Linked DNA regions of Zea mays: region 1 is linked to region 2. A link is a contact called in public Hi-C data. All regions are on one chromosome and are shown on one strand. Each heading gives the region's core, a stretch centred on a gene start, on an enhancer-like site or on the middle of the called end of the contact. The rest is flanking DNA. Distances are from core to core; before and after follow the strand shown. Region 1 holds the start of LOC100273972 (Dof zinc finger protein DOF2.2). Region 2 holds the start of LOC103639955 (pyridine nucleotide-disulfide oxidoreductase domain-containing protein 2).

The links. Hi-C and Micro-C count contacts between places; a contact is called where the count stands out from the background.
Region 1: a contact with region 2 is called in a Hi-C map of ear, with 2.8 times the contacts expected there. The contact joins the promoter of LOC100273972 here to the promoter of LOC103639955 in region 2. A contact is called at or near these places in 2 of 25 Hi-C or Micro-C datasets (ear and tassel).

Annotation. Positions count from the first base shown.
Region 1 is chr1:158,003,428-158,008,795 of Zm-B73-REFERENCE-NAM-5.0, forward strand. LOC100273972 (Dof zinc finger protein DOF2.2) reads left to right here and starts at 2,164. Exons shown (of 2, transcript NM_001398897.1): 1 at 2,164-2,745; 2 at 3,048-4,410. The coding sequence starts at 2,695. The coding sequence ends at 4,022.
Region 2 is chr1:157,835,166-157,840,567 of Zm-B73-REFERENCE-NAM-5.0, forward strand. LOC103639955 (pyridine nucleotide-disulfide oxidoreductase domain-containing protein 2) reads left to right here and starts at 3,357. Exons shown (of 7, transcript XR_004855367.1): 1 at 3,357-3,628; 2 at 4,691-5,402.

The DNA of each region.
Region 1 (5,368 bases), core at 914-3,413, 170 kb after region 2:
CCCGTTGCATGGGGGCTCCAGCGCGGGAAAGTCGGGTCTCTGTTTGTGATTCATTCGTTCGACGTTGTGGGCCGCCTGTGTTTGCACTAATCAGTCCCACGTCTTCTTTATTGGTTGTCTTTCCCTAGGCCCACGAAAGAATGACCTTACGAATTATTGGGCCCTTGGGCTTTTCGTGAGGCCTTTTACTTCTTTAGTGGACCCAGGGGATATCTATCCCCCACAGGCTCGGCCCCATGCCTAAAATGGTATGACACGTTTCAATTCTAAGCCAATCTGACACACAATAATTATGGACTATACCGGGCTAGCCCATGGGCTAAGTTGTCGACCCATGACCTAACATATTTTTGCTTACACGTACCGGACTTAATTCAGGCGATCCGAAATGAAAAAAGCTTGAAATTCAAATTCCGGTCTGAAATAGAAAAAACCTAAAATCCAAATTCTGGCCTAAAAACTACAAACAACCCACAAATATGACCAGAATTTAGAATAGAGAACATAACACACCTCCATAGTTCCAGATTCCCTTTTAAATAACCATACATGTTGCAATCTAGTTTACCAATTATATCACATCAAGGATACATTACAAAATTCTAGTAAGTTACTCGTAGTACATATCACACAATACAGAACCCCATCACAGATTTGACCAAACAAAAAAAAGACAAACAAATTTGATAAAAAACTTAATATTTCTATTTAGTTACTAAAGCCATTAACGTGTTTTTTTGGTGATAACAAACCATTTTAGGTTCTGAATGGCCTTTTTAGTGTCGGCCATAAATGTGTTATGCATGCGCCCGCCAGTGGGCACTACCTCAGCGCCTAAGCATGACCCGAGATATAGGGCAAGGTAAGCAAGCTCAATATTATTGATAAGAAACGACAAAACTATAGCTAGCTTAAGTTAAAGAACCGAACTCATTCTTCTAATCTCAGTACACCTCACAACAAATACATACTCCCTCTCGGTCATGAAATATAAGAATTTAGTTGTCCTCAGTTAATTCATCATAAATTTGTCTAAATGTATAGCAAAGTAAAATGATACTTTTAATACCAGATGAGTTCAGTAGATACATTGTGAAATGTATTTTATATGTGTTAATGTTTTTTAAAATAACTCCGGTGAAGCTGATAACTTGACTTATAACAGCTGCAATGCCAAGATATTTCAGGATGGATCAGAGTGATGACACCAATATTACAATACAGTTGAAAATACTCTCTCCGTTCTTTTTTATTTATCATTGTTTATTTCAAAAATAAACTAGCAGCCGACAAATATTGGAGAACGGAGATACTACCATTCCGTTGCTCCTAGCTAGGGATGAATGTCGGATGTGTCAAATACGATATCCAATCCTTATAAAGGCTTGTTCGTTTGTTCAGGAATGGACTTGGAATCGTTCCATCTAATCAAAACTTATATAACTTAGAGAAAAAATCTAGCTAGAAATTGTTCCAGGCCTCCGTTCCGTGAAAACCAAACGACACCAAAGTATATTCCAACTTTAAACATACCGAGTAATATATAGTATGCATATCCAATATATGAATTTATGTAAAGATTACTTAGGTCTGTTTGAAAACACTCAGTTTCTAAAAAACTGATTTATAGAAATTGAGTTGGTTTCAAATATATCAGTTTATGACTTATTTTATAGAAATTAGATTACTAATTTCTTAAAAATAAAAAATTGGTCTCTCCTAACTAAAAGATAAAAACTAGTTCCTTAAAAACTGAGTTGCTTCCAAAATAGTTCTTAATTAGTATTTAAACACTTTCGGACGGATTAATACCGAGAAAATACCCATCCCGTATTTATCGCACTCTCGGACACTGCTAGCTCATCAGTAAAATACGTACGTTATCCCAATTCACTATCATTTGCATGACTAACCAAACCCATTCTGCATAACCACGTAATTAAGCAGATGAGTACGTCCGTACACGTATAAATACATAAGAACACTATAATCTACCAGCTCGGGTGGGCCCTAGCTAACGAGCACTTGGGTCGCCAAGCTCAGGCAGGCACCACCAAGAGAGCAGACCGGCTCGCTTTCACTTTATTTTGGCTTTTGGTGGTGTATAAATACGGGGCACCAGCAGAGGGGCCTTCATCTCGCCTCCTCGCGTCCGATCGATCCCCATCCCCTTCCATTGCGTGCTGGAGCCCTCCTCCGCGCGCTTTCTCTGGTGACGCCGTCCATGTCTCCTCCTCTCTTCCTGCACACTGATTGAGGTCTTCATTCTTCTCTCTCTCTCTCTCCTACTGTTAGCTACCTAGGGTTTGCCATGGCCATCACCTTTTTTGAGCCATCACACTTTACTCTCTCTCTCTTCACCCATGACACATCCATCCAGCCACCCCCACTAGCTCTCTAGCTAGCCATCCTCCTCATCACCCTCTCCGCCTCTGTCTCTTGCTGTCTTGCGGCACTGTTCTTAGCTGCAGGTAGCTCCGTCCAGCTCGACGGTTCTCTCTTAGCAGCTAAGGAAGGCGACATAAATTATAAAAGGCGCCACTTGAGGGCAGGGCCAAGGAAAGTTGTGGTTTCCAACTCCTCACCTCACACACTCTCTTCTTCTCTCCTTCGTTCTCCCTCGCAAAGTCAGGGTCACTGAAAGTAGCGGAAGAGCCCAAGTAGTTCTTCGCCACCGGTACCGCATCGATCATCATGGTGTTCTCCTCGCTCCCGATCTTCCTAGACCCTCCCAATTGGGGCCAGGTAATTGGTTTATCCAATCATATACTCTTCGTTCCTTACTTTTAGTTTCGTCATGCACAAGCATGACGAACTGGTTTCTCTCTCCGTTTCCTAATTATTATTTTAGAGTGAATCCGGCCTTTTTCCAATACGAACTTCAAATCTCTGGTTGATTGATCGCTGTGATTCGCAAGTTTGTTTACTACCTATGCTCATGCCCTGGTTGAGCATAGACACAAAGGAAGGGCATCATTATAGGCATGTTCTTGAATATACCGTGCTTTGAATTCCAGCCTTTATTAATTGATTCGTTATACATACAGATGCAGATGCAGATGCAGCAGCAGTCACCGCTCCAGTGTCTCCTCGGCAGCGGCGGTGGCAGCGACCACCACCACCTCATGCCTCCTCCGTCCGGCCTGGCGCCGCTGCCGGGGGGTCCTGCTGACACAGCGGCGAGCGGTCCGGCGGGAGGCGGCTCGTCCACCTCGGCCTCAGTGCAAGCCGCGGCGGGAGCGGGGGCAGGGGCGCAGCCTCGCCCCGTGGTGTCGATGGCGGAGCGCGCCCGGCTCGCGCGCGTGCCGCTGCCGGAGCCCGGCACGCTCCGATGCCCGCGCTGTGACTCGACCAACACCAAGTTCTGCTACTTCAATAACTACTCGCTGTCGCAGCCGCGCCACTTCTGCAAGGCGTGCCGCCGCTACTGGACCCGTGGCGGCGCGCTCCGCAACGTGCCCGTCGGCGGCGGGTGCAGGCGCAACACCAAGCGCTCCAGCAAGAAGTCGTCCCGCGGCGGCGGCGCGGGCGCCACGGCGGCAACCTCCTCGTCCTCGACCACCTCCACCTCCACCACGGCCACTACCACCACCACCACGAGCGCGGCCATGGCGGCGGCCGAGGCCATCGCCGGCATGCAGGCGCAGCTGCCCCACCTCGGCCTCCCGCCCGCAGCGGCCGCCGCGGCGCTTGAGGCCTCGCTGGAGGGCTACCACCACTACCTCCCGCTCCAGATGCAGCCGCAGTTCCTGCAGCAGGCTGGCCTGCACGGCTACCATTTCGCCGACGACGGCACCGGCGTCCTCGCAGCTGACGGGTTCCCGAGGGGCGTCGTCGCCTCGGGGCTGCTCGCGCAGCTCGCGGCGGTGAAGATGGAGGAGCACGGCAGCAACGGCGGAGGTGCCATCGCGGCGCATCATGAGCAGCAGTCCTACTGGCCCGGCAGCACCGGCGGTGGCGGTGGGTGGCCGGTGGAGTTCTTGTCGGGGTTCAGCTCATCCTCGTCGGGGAATGTGTTGTGAGTTGCATGTGGCCGCGTCCAGGTCCACCTGGGCATGCATGATGGGGGGCATGCATGCATGGATGCTGATGAAGCTGAACTAGCTCACCATCCTCAATTAGTTCTAGGGTTTATGTGGTGTTTGGAACTTAATTGGCGTCGTCTTCTTCAATTAGGCTGGTGATGATCTTGTGTTGGGGTAAGGTTTTTACATGTTTTTTTTCTTATGAGTTTTAAGCTGGTTAATGTCGTGCAGTTGGTAGTTTTGCATGTAGTGGGAAGTGCATGTGTTGACTCATGGAGGTTATATGTGTCAGGTTACTTAACTATACTATGTTTAATTATATGAGAACTTGGTGGGCATAGTTGTACTAGTACAACCCGTTTCTAAATTGCAGATGTGTGTTTGGATGTTTTATTGTTGATCGAAATGTTGGAAAAGTTATGAGGTGTTTGGTTTGATGAACCACTCTATCCAAAATGAAGTGGTGCATAATGGGTCCATTCCTCAAATTTGGTGGGATAACTCTATTCCACATATTAGTACTAAACAACTAACTATAAGCAATGAGGTGGTGATAGATTAACTTACTTCATTCCACAAACCAAACAAAAAAAATGAGGAGTGAGAAGATGATGGACTATATTATTCCTCAAACCAAACACTCCATTAATGAATGAGTATAAATGGCTATGTTCGCCCATTTAAAATTTGATCGACATGATGATATCAGCTGAGTGGCCATATTTGATCAACATGACCATACCTGACTAAAATGTTTTGATCTACATTTCATATTTATGGAAATCAAGTCTCAATTTGATGGAATCTGTTCTTCCACCTCTTGAAACTCATGAATCCCCTTGAGTCCAATGACGGAGGTAGCAGTGAGGTGGACGGGGCTCGAGCCCCCTACCGTTATCGAGCCTATGGTGTCCACTGAAACTTTCCAAAATTTCAAAACATACAAATATAATGTAGGTGTGGCTCATATATTGTACTCCCTCCGTCCATAAATGTTTGTCGCTATGGTATTCGTGCCAGTCAAACTTTGTTAAGTTTGACTAGCTTTGTAGAATATATTAGCAACATTTGAAATATGTATCTTCGAATAAGTTGAGTACAAAAATAGATTCAAAGATATATCTAATGATATTAATTATGTACTATAAATATTAATATTTTCTTATATAATTGTGGTCAAAGTTAAAATTGATTGACCATTCGAAAAGTGAGAATGACCAACATTTGTGGACGGAGGGAGTAGCGATTTAGTTCAGTCCCTCGTAATTTTTTTATGGCTCTGTCCCTGTTTGAGTCCGATAACTTGTATGAGGATTAAAGAGTATTTCCTCGCATTCAATTTT
Region 2 (5,402 bases), core at 2,107-4,606:
GAGGTAGGCCCGAGGGCCACTATTGGTACCACATAACCGGAGTACCCCTTACTACTGTATCAAAACGCAGTACCCACATGGTTATCTCTAAATCGTGTGCTAAGGAACTTCAGCAACGGGTCTGGACCCCCATGGGCAGGTCCCAAACCCCCATGCACGCAGTCTAGACACCCTGTAAGGTCCATGACCTCTACGTATATAAATCGGACCCCCGAGTAGGGATCTGGAGCCCCCCATATGGGGTTCAAGTCGCCAACAGCGGCTCCCGGTGCTCTAGGGCAGAACATTCCCCCAGACTCTACTCTGGACCCAAGCAGGGGTCTGGTGACACCACGTGTCCGCTGGAAGCATGGTGCAAACCTTCGCATGGAAGCAAAGCCTCAGCCCGCATTAGATGCAAGGCGGCCACGATGTACTCCGAACGAGCGCACACTGCTAGGCTTGTGACATGCCTCTGTGACCACCACACACGTTACCGAGGCGCACTGTAGCATGGTAGCGCCACACACGTTAAATGACTACTTAGAGCTTGGCGTGTTACCAAGGCCGCTATGCCACACGTGCATGGAAGCTACCATCATGAAGCGTGGTTCGATCGGGTATTGAGTCCGCTACAGTGACCGGCCGGACATGATAATGCAGGTGACTGCACACGCACCTATGCACGTCAGCATGCATGTCTACGCTGCAATCTATACCAGAGTCTCCACTCGTACGCTAACGAGATGGGGCGAAGGAGAAGCTAGTCTAGAAATCTGCACGACGACCAAGAGAAGAACTTTATTTGTCAACGCATTACTTGTTCCATATAGTATGCTTTTATTACTATATTCCTGGGCCTATCTATTAGGGCTCGGCTTCCTTGTATGTGCCCCCTTGGACTATAAAAGGACGGCACACAACGTTACAAGGACGGAGAGACACAGAGATCCCAGACAATACAACTCACAGTAGATGTAGGGTATTACGCTATGGCGGCCCAAACCACTCTAACCCTTATGTTCTCGTGTTCTTCTAGCTAACTAGGCAATCCCTAGCTTCCTCCTCATCTTAGGATCAGGGTGAGTGCACTCCGCCACCCGGTCGGAGGATTTTTCTCTCTGACACAATCTATCATGGTCCTTATCTTGATAGGGAAGTGATAATCCTAGGGCTTGTCTCAGCATGGATGTAGATGATCGACAAGTCATTTATCCATAGGGATATATCTTGATGTCTCCTTTTATGTGGTATTGATCACTCTACATTTGAACTTTACATTATGTGCTTACAATTCATAGTGTACAAAAATTAGGCTTGTCATCCTAAGGAGCAAACTAAGTTATCCTTAATAGTTCTAGTGATATAATGTAGTTCTTCTATTGATACTAGAATTGTGTATGTATTGCTCACACTACAATTGCAACACATAGCTAGAGGTAGTTATTATTACGACATCCTTGTTGTCTAACTCATTCATTCCTCTCTAGCCATCTATCGAAAATATCCTTTTAAACTAGAAAAACCTAAATGAAGCCTATAACAGAACATTGCATAGGCTTTTATAAAAATAAACCTACACAAAACACAAATAAAATGCCACTTCACCTAGCAAAACTGACCTAACTAGTTTCCAAACTATCCTAGTTGTTTTTTTCCTCTTGCATAGCAGAATAACAAGGCTGGCTAGTTCCTCGAACTAACCTAGCTAGTTTCCTTAGACTGTTCTAGAAAACTCATCAAGAACTTATTGTGCTTTTCTTTCTTCCTCTAAAATCTAAGGTGTTTTAGGAGTGCTTTTTGTACCTATGAAACTTTGTCAATTGATGCCTACACCCACAAACGTGTACAAACAAGTAGAAACAAATGGAGGCTCGTAAAATATGAAAAATTCAATGTAAAAGTAAAGTTAGACAAACAAATAAAGAAGGCACAATTATTTGTTTGACCGAAGTTAGAGCATCACCACAAGAGTCATACATCTCTATTGTGGAAGCCATAAGTAACCCAATAAAGGTCTACTCTTGCTGGATCCAAATTGACCTATTTGCATTCTCCACTAGATTATCTCTTTTCCTTTTTTTAATACTAGATCAAGCCCTCACAAACTTTTGCTCGTGCAGGACACCATGGGGATACACTAACAACCACTAATACATATAAAAGCAAGGCTCCAAGGGTAACAAACGCTTCACATGAACTTGATTTCACCACAAAGTACTTAAGGGTTTCTCAAGTTTCTTTCACACACAATCTCATAATGCTCAATTCTTGATATTGGATTAAAAAATGAGACTACATGCACTCAAGTCCCAGAAAAGGGTGAATTTGGAGATCTCTCTTGTCTTTGATGGTGTATATGGATGTGGAAAGCTTTAGCAACCTATAATAGGCCATGGTGAGGGGTATAAATAGATCAACCCAAAAGTAGCTATTGGCTGCCTAGTGAGGCAAAATTGTAACACCCAAAATACTATTTTGGGTTTTAGGAAAGATTGTCCCCAAAGGATTATAAAAATTAAAAAGCATTTAATAAGAATTTCCTTTATTTTCAAAAACAAATTATGTAAAATGGTCGAATGGTAATAATAGATGGTTCAAACTTAGGTCTGAACAATTAAAATGAGCGATGTAATTTGGAACCTAAAAATATGAAAAAATAGATGAGAAGATCCTTATATGAGTTGCGATTTATTTCAAAGTATCTCTTGAATATTATACATTATAAACTATTTTATATTAAAATGAATAATATGCTTTCAATAAGACAATATCTTTAAAAGAGTGTTATGTTTAAATCATCAATATGTGTTGCATATTTGAAGCATTGGCCTAAATAAATCATATAAATAAAATCATAAATTGCATGATGGAGATTTATTTGCTTGTGCATTTCAGTTTGATGGATTTTGAATTCTAACTTGAATTTGAAATTTGAACTAGAAAAAAATAAAACTTAAAAAGGAAAAGGAAACTAGAAATAAAAAAGAAAGTGTACCTAACCTTACCTGCCTCTCGGGCCCTCATCCCTCTTGGCCCAGATCGCCCTCTTCTTTCGCTAAATGGGCCGATTAAGCACCCGTCGACCCATCTAATTCCCTTCATTTTTCTTTCTACCACACGGCTGACCCATGGGGCTCATGGGCTAGTCTCCCATGCCTCGTCGCACGCTCCCCTCACAGTCAAGTTCACGTGTATCTCTTGTCACCTCCATGTGGGCCCCATTCATCGGATTCGTCCCTTCCCTCGCAACAAGCCACATGCGCGATCGCAACAAACTTCAAAAAATCGTAACAAACTCCGTTGCTGCCAGCTCAATCTCATCTGGCCTGGGTCCTTAGCTTCGGTTATAAATCCTGAGCCCCCGAGATCGCCCTGCACATCCACTCGAGTATGTCGTGACCACAAAAACGAAGAACGTCGAGCAGGTCGCTGAGTAAGAACCGAAGCCGCCATTGTTGGTTCGTTCGTACACCATCGATGGGGTCTCAATGTCGGGTCATGGGGCTTAACTAGATCGCGAGGAAGGTGATTATGGCCTCGCCTGGTGGAAATTCATAGTGGAGCACCAGAGATTGCTCGTCGGAATTCTTTCTCCATCGTGGAGCCGATGGCCTCCATGGCAACATTGCTCCCACCACTATATCTGGTAAGAAGTACCTTATTCGATGCGTAATAGACTAGGCTTCGTTTAGAACCTATCAACTTTGGGAATCAGATATTGGGGCGCATTTGCGTGCTCGACGACCATGGCCTTCGCCACGTGGGCTCTGCACGTCGCCACAACTGGTCGGCGGGAGGACGTGCAACATCCAAGGAATGACCCTGATTGGAGTATACCGTTTTGCGGGTCATTAAATATGATGCATCGAAATCCGATCGGACGTCTATAGTTGGATCTTGATGTAAAGCTACGGGGTGAGTTATGGATCGTTAGATGATGATCCGGTGGTCTAGACTTCATACCGGTTCGGCCATCTTATCCAATCCCTCATATCAAGATCTAACGGGCAGTAACACTCGCACGTTATAATAGCGAGGCTGTTTTCATAAAGTGCCCCTGGCCTTTTTACTTAATAAAGTCGCTGTCCAAATCAGTTGAATAGTATTTAAAACAAGGCCTTGAAATTTACACAAAGCACGCTGGACATTCCAAAAAAATTGAAGCCACCATCTAGGTTTTTGGGAAATAAAAAAACAGAACATGACTTTTGTATAAGAATAAATCTAGAAACTTAGAAAATCTATATCTTTCGTGTTTGAACTCCATTTTTAGTAGTTCTCGAAATCGCGGATTCGTCTCGATGCATATAATACTCTTACGTATTTGGTTTTCATGTTTGGTGTGCTTCAAATTTTAAATCATTATTTGTCTGTATGCTTGTACTGCTACGTTTAGACAGGCGAGTGTATGTGGTCTGTAGATCTAGACTTTTGAAGAGATCTAATCAACAAGTTATCGCAAGTAAAAGGCAAGTTGGGTCCTTGATCACATTTTTGACCTAATAATATTTACTTTTATATTCACACCCTGATTTCATTGTTAGACGGGACTTAATAGGTTACCTAGTTTTCTTTATCTTACACCTTGCATGCAAATGAGTTATTGGGTAGTCTTGCTATTGTTCTACTTGGTTTTGGGATTAATGTTACATACAAATTATGATCTGGTCTTATTATTAATGTTGGCTTTATTATTATACATGATAAGATCATTTTATTAATTGGAACATGGAGCGACCACCCGAGACAACAATGCTATCACAATGGTGGAATGGGATGATGTTGGCTGATTAATTAGGAAAGCTAGCATGTGAGAATTCTTTCTCAAAAGGGGCAAGCGTGGAGGAGTTACCACAAGTACAGGGAGGTTCTCGGGTCAAGCTGTCTATGATAGCTTTCTGGACAAGGGATTCTATACCCCCTCTGCTTGAAACCATAGCAACTTTTCTGATGCTAGTGAAACTTTATAAAGGCCTCGTAGTGTGTCCTCGCCAACTCACCTTGGAAATGTTTAAGGGTCTGCACAACCCAATGCGAAAAGGGAACACGACTTGTTCGTAAAGATGTGCAACCTCTGCAGAGTGTAAAACTGGTATATCAGCCGTGCTCACGGTCATGAGCGGTTCGGACCCTCACATGAGTAATGTATGAAATTAAATTTAACATGTCATGCATTGTATTGTGGGAATTTCATTATGATATATTATTTTGATTGGGATGGTATTTACTTATACTAAGTAATTGCTAATAAAATTTTGAACAACAAAGTTAAAAGCTATGCTCGGCCTTAGCCGTTTTCCTTGGTAAGCCATATACACTACTGGACACAGTTGCGTTGCTGAGTGCTTCAAGCACTCAGCAAAGTCTTTGCCGAGTGTGACTCTCGGTGAACTGTACATCGACAACAACTTCTTTGTAGA